Regions from separate parts of the Zea mays genome. Here region 2 is linked to region 1. The links are chromatin contacts, called in public Hi-C maps. All regions are on one chromosome and are shown on one strand. Each heading gives the region's core, a stretch centred on a gene start, on an enhancer-like site or on the middle of the called end of the contact. The rest is flanking DNA. Distances are from core to core; before and after follow the strand shown. Region 1 holds the start of LOC100278075. Region 2 holds the start of LOC103628667 (protein indeterminate-domain 12).

Evidence for each region. A called contact is a pair of places that touch in the nucleus more often than the background predicts.
Region 2: a contact with region 1 is called in a Hi-C map of ear, with 2.4 times the contacts expected there. The contact joins the promoter of LOC103628667 here to the promoter of LOC100278075 in region 1. A contact is called at or near these places in 2 of 25 Hi-C or Micro-C datasets (ear and tassel).

What each region holds. Positions count from the first base shown.
Region 1 is chr5:169,860,640-169,867,071 of Zm-B73-REFERENCE-NAM-5.0, reverse strand. It overlaps LOC100278075, which reads left to right and starts at 2,503. Exons shown (of 1, transcript NM_001151471.2): 1 at 2,503-3,355. The coding sequence starts at 2,793. The coding sequence ends at 3,086.
Region 2 is chr5:170,110,842-170,117,749 of Zm-B73-REFERENCE-NAM-5.0, reverse strand. It overlaps LOC103628667 (protein indeterminate-domain 12), which reads right to left and starts at 4,524. Exons shown (of 3, transcript XM_008648832.3): 1 at 4,326-4,524; 2 at 3,296-3,692; 3 at 1,808-3,076. The coding sequence starts at 4,482. The coding sequence ends at 2,104.

The DNA.
Region 1 (6,432 bases), core at 1,254-3,753:
TAACTGCATTGCTGTTGTGAGATCCTATTTTTATGTAGAAAATAAAGCATTAAAATCAGATTTTTTGTTTTCATGCATGTCAATCCATTTTCCTCTCAACACACATTTTTGTCATCCTAAATTTGTGCACATGCAACAGTAAACTGATTTTTTATGCAGCGTACCGTATTACATAAATAACTACACTGTGTAGCATAGTTAGTAGCAATATATTTCATAAAATGTTTTAACGAGTCTAGCTGCATGGTTGATATTGAGATCTTATATTTATGAAAGGAATAAAGCATTCAAATCAGATTTTTTTTATTTTCATACATGCCACAGTTAACGGATAGAATTTCTAATTTCTCGCGTATGCAAAGGAAACAATACAAGCCCGCTTGGCCGCTTGTATCAAGTCTCCTTTTATTCCCTGAGAAAGAGCAGTAAACACTATCCATTTTGTTATCACTTGTGAAATCAAGTAGGAGACCGATGATGATAATCAACAAAGCACTATCAAGGTCGGAAAAAAATTTGCGGCCCCTCACAAAAAGGAGGATAGACCATACCTGCAGGTCCACCAGGTAATATTTTAGTTGTGTTATTGCTGTTGTGAGTGAGGTCTATCCTCCTTTTTGTGAGAAGCTCTGGTTTGCAGCCGGTCTGCACCAATTTTTTTCGCAAAGGTCACCCTCATCAGCTCTATCTTCCAGACCGCGGCCTGTCCTTTAGCTACATAAACTATCATATCCCGGGTGAAAAGGCCAGGTATGAGCATGAGAAAGTGGCATATAATGGTCTCCATTTCACGCAAGTTGAAGGCAATAAGAAGATGATAAGGCCATTACTTAGGACAAGCACATCTATCAACCAACCCCACCCAGTGAAAAGCTTCACCTTTTGATTCGGATAGAGCTGGGTACTGTAAGCCCGGACGCTGAGAGTGAATAGGATATGGATCTATCTGATGCCTGGAAGACGCGACATCTCCCAAATTTCAGAGTGCACCCCATTCCGCATTGGATGGTGGTGGGCGATGGATAGACCATCTGGCGGGACCCGGATCATCCATAACCATAAACAATCAGATTCCAGTTTGATCTGCTGTTTCCTTTTCGAGGATTGCAGGGACGTGCTAGCTAATGCATGGCGCTTTCCAAAAGCGTGCAACTGTTTTAGTTTCCTTTTGCGTTGCTGGCCTGCACTAGCATTGGTACGTGAATCATGCTGAGAGCCTGAGACTACTACGCACAGCCACACTACTGCAGGGAGTCGTCTCCTAGCTTCCACCCTTCTTCGGTAGGGCCAAGAATGTCCGGATCTTCTGGGGCCATATATAACTCGATGGATCATCTCCTTTTAAACATTCCAGCTGGACTTGTCTGAATCTTCAGAAAAATGTATAGTATGTATGTATAAAACTGTAAATATTGCCAAGACAACTTTGTTTTGTGCAGGCATATTTATATGAAAAGTAAGCCCTTAGATTGTGGAGATGGTATGGTACTAAAAAGAGTCATTTGTTGCATACAAAAACGTAAGAAGTTATTTCCTCCACTTTTTTTTCAGGTTGGAGAACTGTATGATAAGAAAAGTAGGGGTAAGAAGTTAGAGCTGCTTGTTTTGAACCCGATAACGAGTTAACGATATGAAGTTATGAACTGGTATGTGTTTGTGGTTGAGTTGCGTTAGCAGCTGATGCTATGTCCAGGTTTTCCTTTAATTAGTCATGTTACTCATGTATAGTTTCTCGGTCTAATTTCCGTTGTAAAACGGGCTATATATATTTTTTCCTTACGGAGCGTTTGGATCCCTTCATTTTAGAGGAATTGGAATTCACTCAATAAAGTAACTTATTTAGTTTGGAATTTAACATTCCACCACTTTCCAAAGTTCAGATATAAGCCTATCTCAAATTCATGGGGTAGAGGGTGGGAAATGATTTTATGTATTACTAGAATTGATTTCTAATCTATAACTTACATGACACTTTTCGTCTCACTCCACTATAGTAAAAATGTAGCACATAAATATCTCCGACATCTTGCTAATAATAATATACAAATATACTTTGCATAAAATTGAATTAGCTTAATTGATGTATGCCTAAATTACTATTATTAGAATGGAATTCAATTCCAATGATCCAAACGGGGCGTTAATTTCATTGCTAAGTGAATCGGGCGTGAGCTCCTAGCTCTTTTTCGAAGGTTCTTCCAAAGGAAAATACATAGCACATGTAGCAATGGATCCCAAGATCGAGATCTTTTGACACTCATCTCAATATCTCATAACTATTTCAGAAACTGTCGCTGTCAGTCATCGACAGGTGTCCACTGATTGTACCTCAGAGGATCCCCACTACGCATAAAATTAAAGGCGATCGACTCACTGAAACCTATCTCCCTAGTAGGTTAGGCATAACAAAGTGTTAGCGCCTTAATGGCCACCCACAAAAAGGATCAAAAGCATGAGAATCCAGTGGTCGTCTGGCTCAAAGATAAGTGGGTGCAGATATGCGAGAATCCACGACGCAACCAAAGAATCCTCCCTTCACCAATTAACAATCCCTGCAGCCCAATCGCTCGCACAGACTTGCGTGATTCAGTTGACGAGAAGATGCCTATAAAAGAAAGGAAGATTGGCCAAGCTAAGGCCTGACCAGTGTTCCCGGCCCACTCACACCGAACTCGTGAAGCACAGTTTCCATCGTATGATGTCGAGGAAGAGGAAAAAGAGGGGCAAAGAAGAAGAAGGTGCTGTGAGCGAAGCACTGGTCGTCGCACCGCCATCATCGGCGGTGTGAGTGCATGCAGCGAGGAAGCATGCTTGCCATGCCGTCCGCCCGGAGCTTCGGCGCCGCGGGCTGGTGGCGTGTGAGCAGGGATGCTTCGGCGGTGCACAAGAAAGAAGGCAAGTCTTATCGGCAAGGGAAGGCTAAGCCTTTCTTCCAGGTCTCCCTCTCTCCATCTAAATCATTCTATGTGTTTGGAGGAGGGGGCAATCGATCGTTACTTACTGGTCTCCTGATCCTTAGCGGTCATGTCTCTGTGTGTGTGTGTGACTGTGTGCTCCATCTCCGTGTTGATTTACAGCTAGAATAATGACCAGTTCAGAGTGAATGTGTGAGCGTGTGTGTTCAAGTGTCAGTGAGTGAACCTGGCGTTGTATTTTGACCGTGTGAGTCCGTGTCGTATTTTCAGTTGTCTGGTGTGTTGTGTGTGTGAGTATCTCTGAATAAGAATGTAATGCTATATGTGTGCCGTGTTAATTAACTTGATCGAGCTGATCTTTAATTTGTTCTCGATATATACGCGTTTGTGCATATATTCATGTCGTATCCGATAATGTAATTTGGATACAAGTATACCTCGATCGAGTAAGGATTTTATTAATTCTCCGCTGTTAGACCGAGATGACGATTGACGACACAGTAAAAATGAATTCTCTTTTAACTTCTGCCTGAGCACAAAGTCTAAAAGGAAAAGACCCACACGCTCAATAGCTAGCCATCAATTTTAGGAGTAGAACGTTATCTATGTGTAAAATGTTGTAGCTAGGTGCTTTCACTACCAAACCCGGCCCGTGCATAAAGACTTGGAGGATATTAAAGCATGTTCGAAAACAATGAATTATCCCAAAAACCATCTCTGACGGCAATATATAATAAAGGAATAAAAGGCGAACGGTGGCGATCCTGAATCTCCCCGTCTTTCTTCCATCCAAAATTCCTTTTACCAATCGGTGCATTGCTCTATGCAACATGCTTTCGTCTCCATTTCACAATGTCCACTAGTAGAATTAAGCCTATGGGGCAGTATATTTTTACAAGATGATTTGGTTATCAGTGGCGGTTACTTAAGAAAACCGCCACTAAAAATCTAACCCGCTCTAGCAAAAGGATCCATGATTTGGAAGAATCATATGAAAAACAGTTACAAGGGAAAGGATAAGACAAAAAACCGGAAAAGAAAACAAAGCGGGTTCTTGATTGACGAAGGGCCCTCACTTGGACTAGACGCCCTGAAATCCTCGGACACTCTGTCCTTCGCCAAGCCACCACAGATGTTCCCCATCCCAGGTTCTCTCTGGGTTCTCTCTCTACGGGAGGAGGAAGCTAGGAAGAGCCCAAAACAAAGCATAGGAGAGGGACCATATATGGAGGGAGGAGAGATTGAGTCTCGAGCGGAGGAGGGGGTGGGGGAGGAGGAGGCAGGGACTGACGCTGGCCGTGACGCCGGCGTGCGGCGGAGGCGAAGAGGGGCGCGCCCAGGACGGGAGTTGGAGAAGAGGCCGAGGGCGGGGGCGGGGGCGAGGGGCGGGGGCGGGAGCGGTTGGAAGAGCGCGGGGTGGCGGCACCGAGGACGAGGAGCAGGGTACTGGGCCACGGTGAGGTGGTGATGGGGATGAAGTCAAGGCGGACGGAGAGTGTGGGGCCAACAATGAGTGGGACGTAGTCGAGCGCCTCGAGGACGTGGTGACAGGGACGAGGACGATGATGTGCGAGGGTTGCCACGTGGGTGGGGGGTGGCGGTGAGGGGCACAAATCGTGGGCACATGCGGAGTCAGCTCGCGGAGGCGGGGCACTGTGGACACCTTATTTAGATCCTTAATAGGAGTAGTATAGATAATAGTCCATTTTTTGTGTGTTGTTTTGCAATTTTTAGCCTATGGACATGTTTTTTTTTAAAATGATTTGCATTGGGCTGTGGAAGGTCTTGATATTATCTCCCTGAGGGCTTGTTTGGTTTTACCCCAATCCATATATATAGATTGAACATGATTGAGGGGTTTCAATCACTAGTAAGTCAAAATCTTTTTCAATTTGTATCAATCCTCTCTAATCCATATGGATTGAAAATAACCGAACAAGCTTTGAGAGGGCCTATGGATGTTGGTGCCCAGTGGGATGCACTGCGCCGTATTCTTCCTTTCTACCGCAGTATTACATGGTATCTGGGGAAGCTACGAGTTTATGGGATGATGTCTGGCTGGGTGATAAAACATTAGCAGAAGTGCAGAACAATACCCAGCACTGTTCTGTCATTCTTCAACCCCGCGATCAGTGTGGCCGCCGCTAAACGAAGAGGTCTACGCCGATTCTTGGTCCCAAGACTCACTCGCGCTGCTGAAGCCAAACTGGTTGTTCTTGAAGCTGCTTTGACGACATTACAACTCAACTCCGGATCGGATCAGAGATCGAGCCTGTTTGCTAGAGGAGATGGCTCTCATGATGTGTCGTCTCTTTGGGAGGTCCCCTGACCTCAGATGATCCCTGTTGCACAATACAACACGTTCCTCCTCATGGTGTGCTGGTTTCTATGGAAGCACCTCAACGATGTGACCTTCAGCACCCTACCCCCTGCGCCGTGGTTGACTCAAGGCAGCTCTCCTGGAAGCGGCACCTCTCTGGCGTCACCGTCTCCCAATTGCTTGTGCTGCTGTAGTCGAGTCTTTGTTTTCCTGGCTAGCCGACGTTCAGCCGGGATTGGAACCCTACTGCCCAATTCTACTTACTCTCGTTATTCAATTTCAAATAACGAAAAGTTTCCTTCTATAGATCCCCTGCATTTTTATGTCCACCAAACTAGCCTTTAAGAAATATAGATCGACGACCATATTTTTTAAAAGAAATTAGTTCATTTTTCATTCAAAAATAAGAAACTCTTAAAAAATAGAGTTTCTAAACTACCCTAAATTTTATGTACATCTATGTTAAAATATTAAAGTTGCCAAAAAAAAATATTATATGTTTAGGATCCATTCCTAGAGGCGCGCCTGATCCTAAGATGGAAAATGTTGGCAAGGCATATATGGAGTTCACGTAGCGACGTGGCTTTCTGCACAAGCATTAATATTACATGCATGGGCTGAGTTTATTCCGGGAAACATGGGATCAAGCATATCCCAAGTTCCCAACTGGCCCGAGCGCCAATAAAAATCCACGCCGCCTTGGCCACCCACGGCCTATATATATTTGTGCCGGTATCGCGATCATTATTAGCTATTAGATTTCGCCCACACTTCCAGCGAACCCGGCGAGAAGGCGATCGATCAGCGCGTGCCATGGACGGCCACAGCAGTAATACCGCCGTGACCGTGCCAGAAAGCTTTTCGATGGTGTGCCTGGACGGCGTCATGGTGCGGGTGCCCGTCCCGGAGGACAGCGCCAGCCTCATCCCCTTGGCCGGCGGCGGCTTCAAGTTCCCCGCGCACGACGGGCATCGCGCGATGATCAAGACGGCGAAGCAGATGGATCACTACCAGCGGGTGCGGCGCAACGCGAGGGGGATGCCGGAGGTGGCGGCGCGGCTCGGAGGCGAGGACGCGCTCGTGGAACTGATGTACGGTGACGTCGACGAGGCCTGCAGCGTGTTTCGGGTCCCCCCGATCGCGCCAACGACAGGCCCGTACGCGAACTACTACGTACCAAGAAGCTGCTCATACACA
Region 2 (6,908 bases), core at 3,275-5,774, 250 kb before region 1:
TAGTTTCATTTGAGAATCACTTTCAGCCACAGAATCACTTCTATCAGAGAATCACTTCTAACATAGAATCAGAATCAGTGGGAGCTATATCAAACATGCCCTTATACCCATGATGGGTATGTGTACAAGGATGGAGATAGATATAGCTTCATAGAAATAGGTATGGGTGTCTAAACCTGGTAGAGGGGAGTTCCCCATCAACACCTCTAGTGAGCACCGTGTTGAGGACTTAGGTATTCATTGCTCGGCATGGTAGCATCGGAGGCATAACCGGTGACCCCCGGTAGGACATGATCGGTTTTTCCCTCGACTCCCTATTTTGGTTCAATAAGGCTCTAACAATCCTTATTCTCGGGTTTTCCAATCATCTTACATAGGCCAGTGGCCAACAAACTCCACAATCAAATTCTGAGGGCATGTTCAGAGCAAGACAATTGAAAGGGGATTGATAGAGCTAAAATATCTTATCATTCAAATTGAATAGTAAGGGATTTTAGTCTCCTCCAATTTTATTGCTCCTAAATAAGTCATAAATCTCTCATTTAATCAATATGTTGTAACCTTCCATACCCACTAAGGACTTGTACGATTAGGGGTGGATCGAGGAGGATTGATGGGGATTAAATCCCCTCCTATATAAATTTAGGTGGGGATTTAATCCACTCTAATCCTTCTCAATCCACCTCTAATCAAACAAGCCCTAAAGCCACGTTCGGTTGCTAGAGGATTAGAGGAGATTGAAGAGCATTAAATCTCTTTCTATTAATTTTTACTAAGAAAAAAAATTAATTCTCTCTAATCCTATTCAATTCATCTGTAACCGAATAAGCCCTAATTAGGCCGGCTGCCGGCCTTGCGGCTCGGCCTTTTCCCTCCTCCTCGTGTAGTGCTTGCCCCGCGTAACAACATGCATCGAACTTTCAGGTATGTGGGTATTCTCAATTCTAGGAATATGTTAGGCATTTTTTTGACAGTTCGTTTATCCGGTATATCATTGGTACATTTGCAAAATGTATAGTTATGTGGGAGACACCAAAGTATTAGTATGCGGTAGCACTGCCAAATTAATTCAGGGTCCAAAATAATTTGGACCATGCCTACCGAATCAGGGCACTAGCTGTGGCCTTCTGGCCGGAAGAACAAAAATAAAAAAATGGAAACACCACATTCATATCCGGAAAAATTAGGAGTAAAAATAATATGCCGCTTGCTACTTCAAAAGAGCGTTGTTATTATTATTCTAGTATAACTGTAGTAGTAAAAATAAATAGGCTAATTCCCTGAATACAATCGGAAAATATACACGTTACTTGTGTGCCACAGACCCCACATAGCATACACACAAAAAATATACATATATGTCACTTAGTGGCACACAAGGAATAATTATAAAATCTGATAGCATACCAGCAGGAATTTTTCCAAAATAAATTATTAACTTTAATGGATTGTTTTTAGGGATGAAAACCGTAACCGAAATTTCCGTAACCGGGGCCTCAAAACCGTATCATTTTTGTAAAAACAATACCGTTTCTAAAAAAATATCGTTTTTAAAATTTGAATTTCAAATATCTATCAACATCACATATTGTAGTCGTCAGTATATAGATTAACTATAAAACCGGGTAAATTTATGACCAATCGAGAATCGTTTCTTTCTGACTGTTTTTAGACCTAATTGTTTTACAATCTGCGTCCAATTTAATTATGAGCCGGGGTCGCTCCGTTTTCCGTCATCAACCGGAAACCATCGAATGAGAAGTAATAAAATCAGCATCCATATGTCCTGGTTTCCTTTTTTTTTGCAACAGAACGCAAAGTATTTATTAATATATCTTGAATGAAACTACAGAAATTCCTTAAAGCTGTCCTTGTGGTCATTCTGATGAAGACAAGACACTGAGGTACGGTGCCCCTTCTAATTGGTACTTGCCCTACAGAAAAGTGCTCCCATATATATAGAGCCCGCCCTAACAGAACAAGGCTTTCACTGCCTGGCACATGCATGCTAATACCAGCTTAATAACGACTACTGCTGTTCCATGTCCAAGGACAGCTTAGTTGAAGCTGAACTACCAGAGTCAAGTAAAATGCGTGCGTGCATCAGGATTCCCAAATGGGTTTCTCCAGCGCAGTGGAGTCAAGAGACGACTGATGGTAAGGGTAGATATGGTCCTGCGGCTTCTGCTGCTCGTCAGAATAGCTCAGTGCGGTCACGCTCACGTCCGCATTGTAGGTGTCAGCAGAACCCATCTCCAAATTCCCACTGCCTCCTAGCCCTAGGAAGTCCTGGGTCAGCCCAGCATCTCCCACCGGCCCCGAAATGTTTTCCTGCCTGCTGTGTTGCGTCTGGCCTCCAGGAAACATGCCGGCGGAGCTCTCCTTTTCTGCCCTGCTCATGCCAAACGGATGGTTCATCAGTCCGATCAAGGGCACCGTGGCAGGCCTGTAAGTGTTCACCCATGGCGAGCTCATCAGAATGCTACCGCGACCGCTCAGGTAGGAGCCCTCGTCCTCGGCTGCCTTGATGCCAACGACGACACTGTTGGCCGCTGAGTTCCCGAGGGAGTCCCCCTGGCTTCCTGAAGAGATGTCCATGTGGTGGTCTCTAGGGCTGGGAGTCGTCACGTTGCTTGGGAAGCTTTTCAGGAGCAACGGCGATATCGGATCCTGGCTGGTCTTTGCGCCCATCTCTGCAGCTTTCTGTAGCAGCGCAGTGGCCGACATGTAGGGGGAAGTCATGGACATGTAAGGGTAGCTCGACGCGCTGCCGTCGAGAGGAAAGCCGCCTGGATCCTTGGGCGATATCTGGTTGGAGAACAGTGCCGTGTTTCTTGTGATGAGAGCGTAGGGGGACAGAGACCTGAGGTGGCTGTCTGAGTTGTGGTCGTTGATGCTGGACAGGTTTGCCATCACGTCGGGCGGTGAAGTCGGGAAGGTAGGTACTCCGTGTGAGAAGATGTCCTGCTGGTGCCCATGCAGACTTCCCACCATTGTCGCTAGGCTGTGGTTCACCCTGGAGGTGTCTTCAGCCAGTGCATCGCAGAAGGCTCGGTGCGTGATGAAGCTGTCCTTTCTGCAATTGTATACAATTGAATCTGAAGGTAAATTTTCAAAAGCTGATAGATGTGGGAGATGTAAACACTCGTATATAATATTCCCAGCAATGCTAAAGGACGTCAAGGCATGAATTCAACATTCCAGTGGCATTGCATTGCTTCAGTTGCTGAGAGAGACACAGGTTGACATCTACAGGAACTGACTGGATTAGTGTGAACAATGAACATGGACATACCTTGAGAATATTGTTCCACAGTCGCATCGGTACTCCTTGGTGCCACATATCTTCGTGTGAGCCTTCCAGTCCGACTGGACAGCATACTTCTTGGAGCACCTGTCGCACTTCCACTTCTTCTCCCCGTGTTTCCTGGAGTAGTGCTTCTTTATGCCCGTGAGGTCGCCCAGGGCTCGGCTCGCGTCGTGATGAGGGCAGGTGGCCTCAGGGCAGACATACACCTTCTTCTTGGCTTCGGTGCTGCTCCTCTGCTTCAGCTTCCATGGTAGGTTGTGGCCTCTCCTGTGGAGCTGCAGGTTCTGGTCCCTCTGGAAGCCCTTGTGACAGACCTCGCATATGTACCTGTTTGTTGCCAGGAGTGTCTTGGGTGACAAAGCCACTACTTCCACATCAGGATCTGCCCAAGGTATATATGTCATGAACCAACGTTAGGTTTTCACATGCTGAATATTCCACACTTAACACCTCCATCTGTAATCTGGTCGTATGTTTTTGTTGATAACCTATATATGTCCTATATATAGAACAACCTATAGTTATCTTTGCTACTTAATAGGATGTCCATGAACCAGTGCTGTAATAAAGTGCAACATTAGATCTGTTATGATTATTATCTATCTATTCAGAAATCTTTAGTGCCCTCTACGGCGTACGTATCTCAGTCTTGGAGGGAATGAGTCTGTCTCTGAACAAAGTAAAAGTGTGCATTGTGGAGATAGGCATACAGCCGATACATAGAGTCTCTATCTCTACTACTGAGATTGAGAAATTTGTAGTACGTACCGTCGTCGCTTCATCTTTCTTTGGTTTCTGACAAGTTTATTTGTAACCAAGAACAAAGACCATTATTAATTGTTTTAAACACTGCGATGGCTTAATTACATTGCACTTGCACGTGTGCATGTTCATGTAGTATAATCATGGCATCTTGATTGATTGGGAAAAGAGAATAATCCTTCATGGACCGGCCTATTGTCTACGGAAACCAATTAAGTGTGCTAGCTAGTTGAAGCAACGACGTCGTACGTACCTAGAGTTCCTGGGTGGCCGCGTCTCTTTTTCACCACAGGCATGGCTGCTGCCGCTGCGTCAGCCTTGCTCGACCCAGCAGCATGGCAGGCTTCTAGCTTGGCCTGCTGCTGCTGGAAGCTGCTGAGGGATTCTTCTTCCGACGTGTGTGACGACATCGCGCGCGTACTGCTGCTGGCCTCTGTGGTCCAGTCCAGATGATACCGGCCGGGTGCAGAGGGTGCCAACAGGGGAGAAAGGGGGATGGTGATTTATGCGCAACGGAACGAAGAGGGGGGGTCGCAATTAGACAAGAGGAAAACGGCTGATTAGCTAGCTTTCGGTCGGCATCAGAGAGGACTGCAACGCTAGCTAGCGCTGTATAGCAGAGGAGCATTTTTTTTATCCCATATATATATTGGAATACACGAATCTGATTACCTCATCTCAGCACGAATGTTCCGTTTATTGTTTCTGGAGAGTTTGTCAGTACGCTCAGGTTAATAATTAAGCGAAGCTCCACGTACGGGGGGGGGGGGGGGGGGGGGGGGGGGTGAGAAGAGAAAAGAATCGGTCTTTGAGAGCTACTGTGTGTGCGTGCCCCTTTCGTCACACTCCCGTTACTGTTACGCCTCCTTGCTCTTTCGATAGCTTGAAAGAGAGACCAGACCACCCAGAGTGGTACCAGCTTGTGACACTGTGAATCTGCAAATCTGCAGGCGGTAATTTCTGCACTGCAGCTGATCGATCTTTTAATTTACACTAGAGAGTAGCAGAAAATATGCATGCATATGCTTTGCAATCATCGACGGTGGGGGAGCTGTAATGCGTGTCATGTTTCACCCTGGGGATTGAATTAAACTAGCATGTCAGCGTCAAGACGGATCGTCCGGGTGGTAAGGCTGATAACGTTGTTTTAATTCGTTCTCGACATGATGTCGCCATCAGACAGACGCGGGAAGAATAAAACTGAGACGGTTTCGTCGGTACAAGGAGGCCGGGATTTGGAATGCCTGCCAAGGGCGAGATCCGGGAGAAGAGACAAACGTAGGCCGCGGGTTTTCTTTTCCTTTTTCTTTTTCATTTGGGGGAGGGGGGATCCGGCCTTGCCGTGGTATCATATCGATCAGCTGCCTCCTCTCCTCTCCTCTCCTCTGTCTTAATTCGGTGCAACTGTGAGATATGCCCATGGTGTTTTAGTATTTGGAGCTGCATGGAGCTGGCCTGGACCGGAGGTTTGAAGAGTTCTACGTCATGTCTTCCAATGCACAAGCTGTGTTACCACAAGAGGTTAAAGCGTATGTCAAATGGACCGTTTGGCATCTATCTAGCTAGCTGTCGCGGTGAATTAGTAGCACTATAGCATGCTTCCTTCCTTCCTTCAACCTTGATATGATCAATCTGTTGTAGTATAGTATGCATGTTTCTCTCTCTGTTAACCTTGGCCATTATTCAGATGTTAAGTACGTACCTTGTCAGGGTTTTATGATCCGGCGGTGAATTAAAATCCCAGAACTAGTATGAACAGCCCTTCTGTGCTGTGCTGATCACTGTGTGTCATTGACTGATATAGTCTGACATCCGTTGGAATTGGAACTGTGCGTAACAGACCATTAAGCGTTCTTCTTCCGAGGAGCCCTAGCTAGCCAGCAATGCCTATAGGTGGTGTCTAGTGCATGATAGGGAAGGGAGGGCCCTGATTCGTCTTCGTTCGTTCGGTGGCACCGAACAGCACAGTACAAACAAAGCGCCAAAGCCGTTATCCGGACTGCCCTATGCTGGCGTCCTGCCGGTTGTTCAGCAGCTTGTTGGATTTACAGTTTCAGCTCCGGCATGCATGCTTCTGAATGTTAACAGACAAGGGAAACGACAAGAGAAGAGGCATATTTACAGTTTCAGCGACACCACAGCTGAAAATGACTCTCTCTCTACCTGTTGTATCTACAGTTTACAATGAAGCTGAAAATGACTCTCTCTCTCTCTCTACCTGTTGTATCTACAGTTTATAGTGAAGCGATGATGCTTGTGTGTGCAGTGAATTTTGCCATTTTTTTCTCAATGCACTGCAGGAATCGAGCGCTTTGCCGAGTGTTTGAAGTACTCGACAAAGCCTGAAAAACACTCGGCAAAGAGATCTCAGTGAGCAGTACATCGGCAACGGCTTCTTTGTCGAGTACTTTTATCGGTCACTCGATACTCGGCAAAGAAAAGCGGACGTCACGGCGCCTTTGCCGAGTGTCACCTATTACACTCGGCAAAGAGATTACCTCTTTGCCGAGTGTCTACCGGCCTGCACTCGGCAAAGGGTCTACCATGTTTCGAGTGACTTGCAGTTCAAATCTGAATTTTCTGGAGAAATTCGATTAAACGAACTAAATCTAATAATTATATAAAACACTTTTATAATTGTGCCAAAATGGTACATGTAAGTCTACATAGTGTATGAACATACCATAAAAAGTTTGGTTGGAAAAAATAAAAAAAATAAAAAATATAATTTACTGAGTGTCCATGAATGACACTCGGCAAAGCATACTGTGCCGAGTGCGAGACGAAAAACACTCGGCAAAGAAGCTTCTTTGCCGAGTGCCAAAGCTTGGCGCTC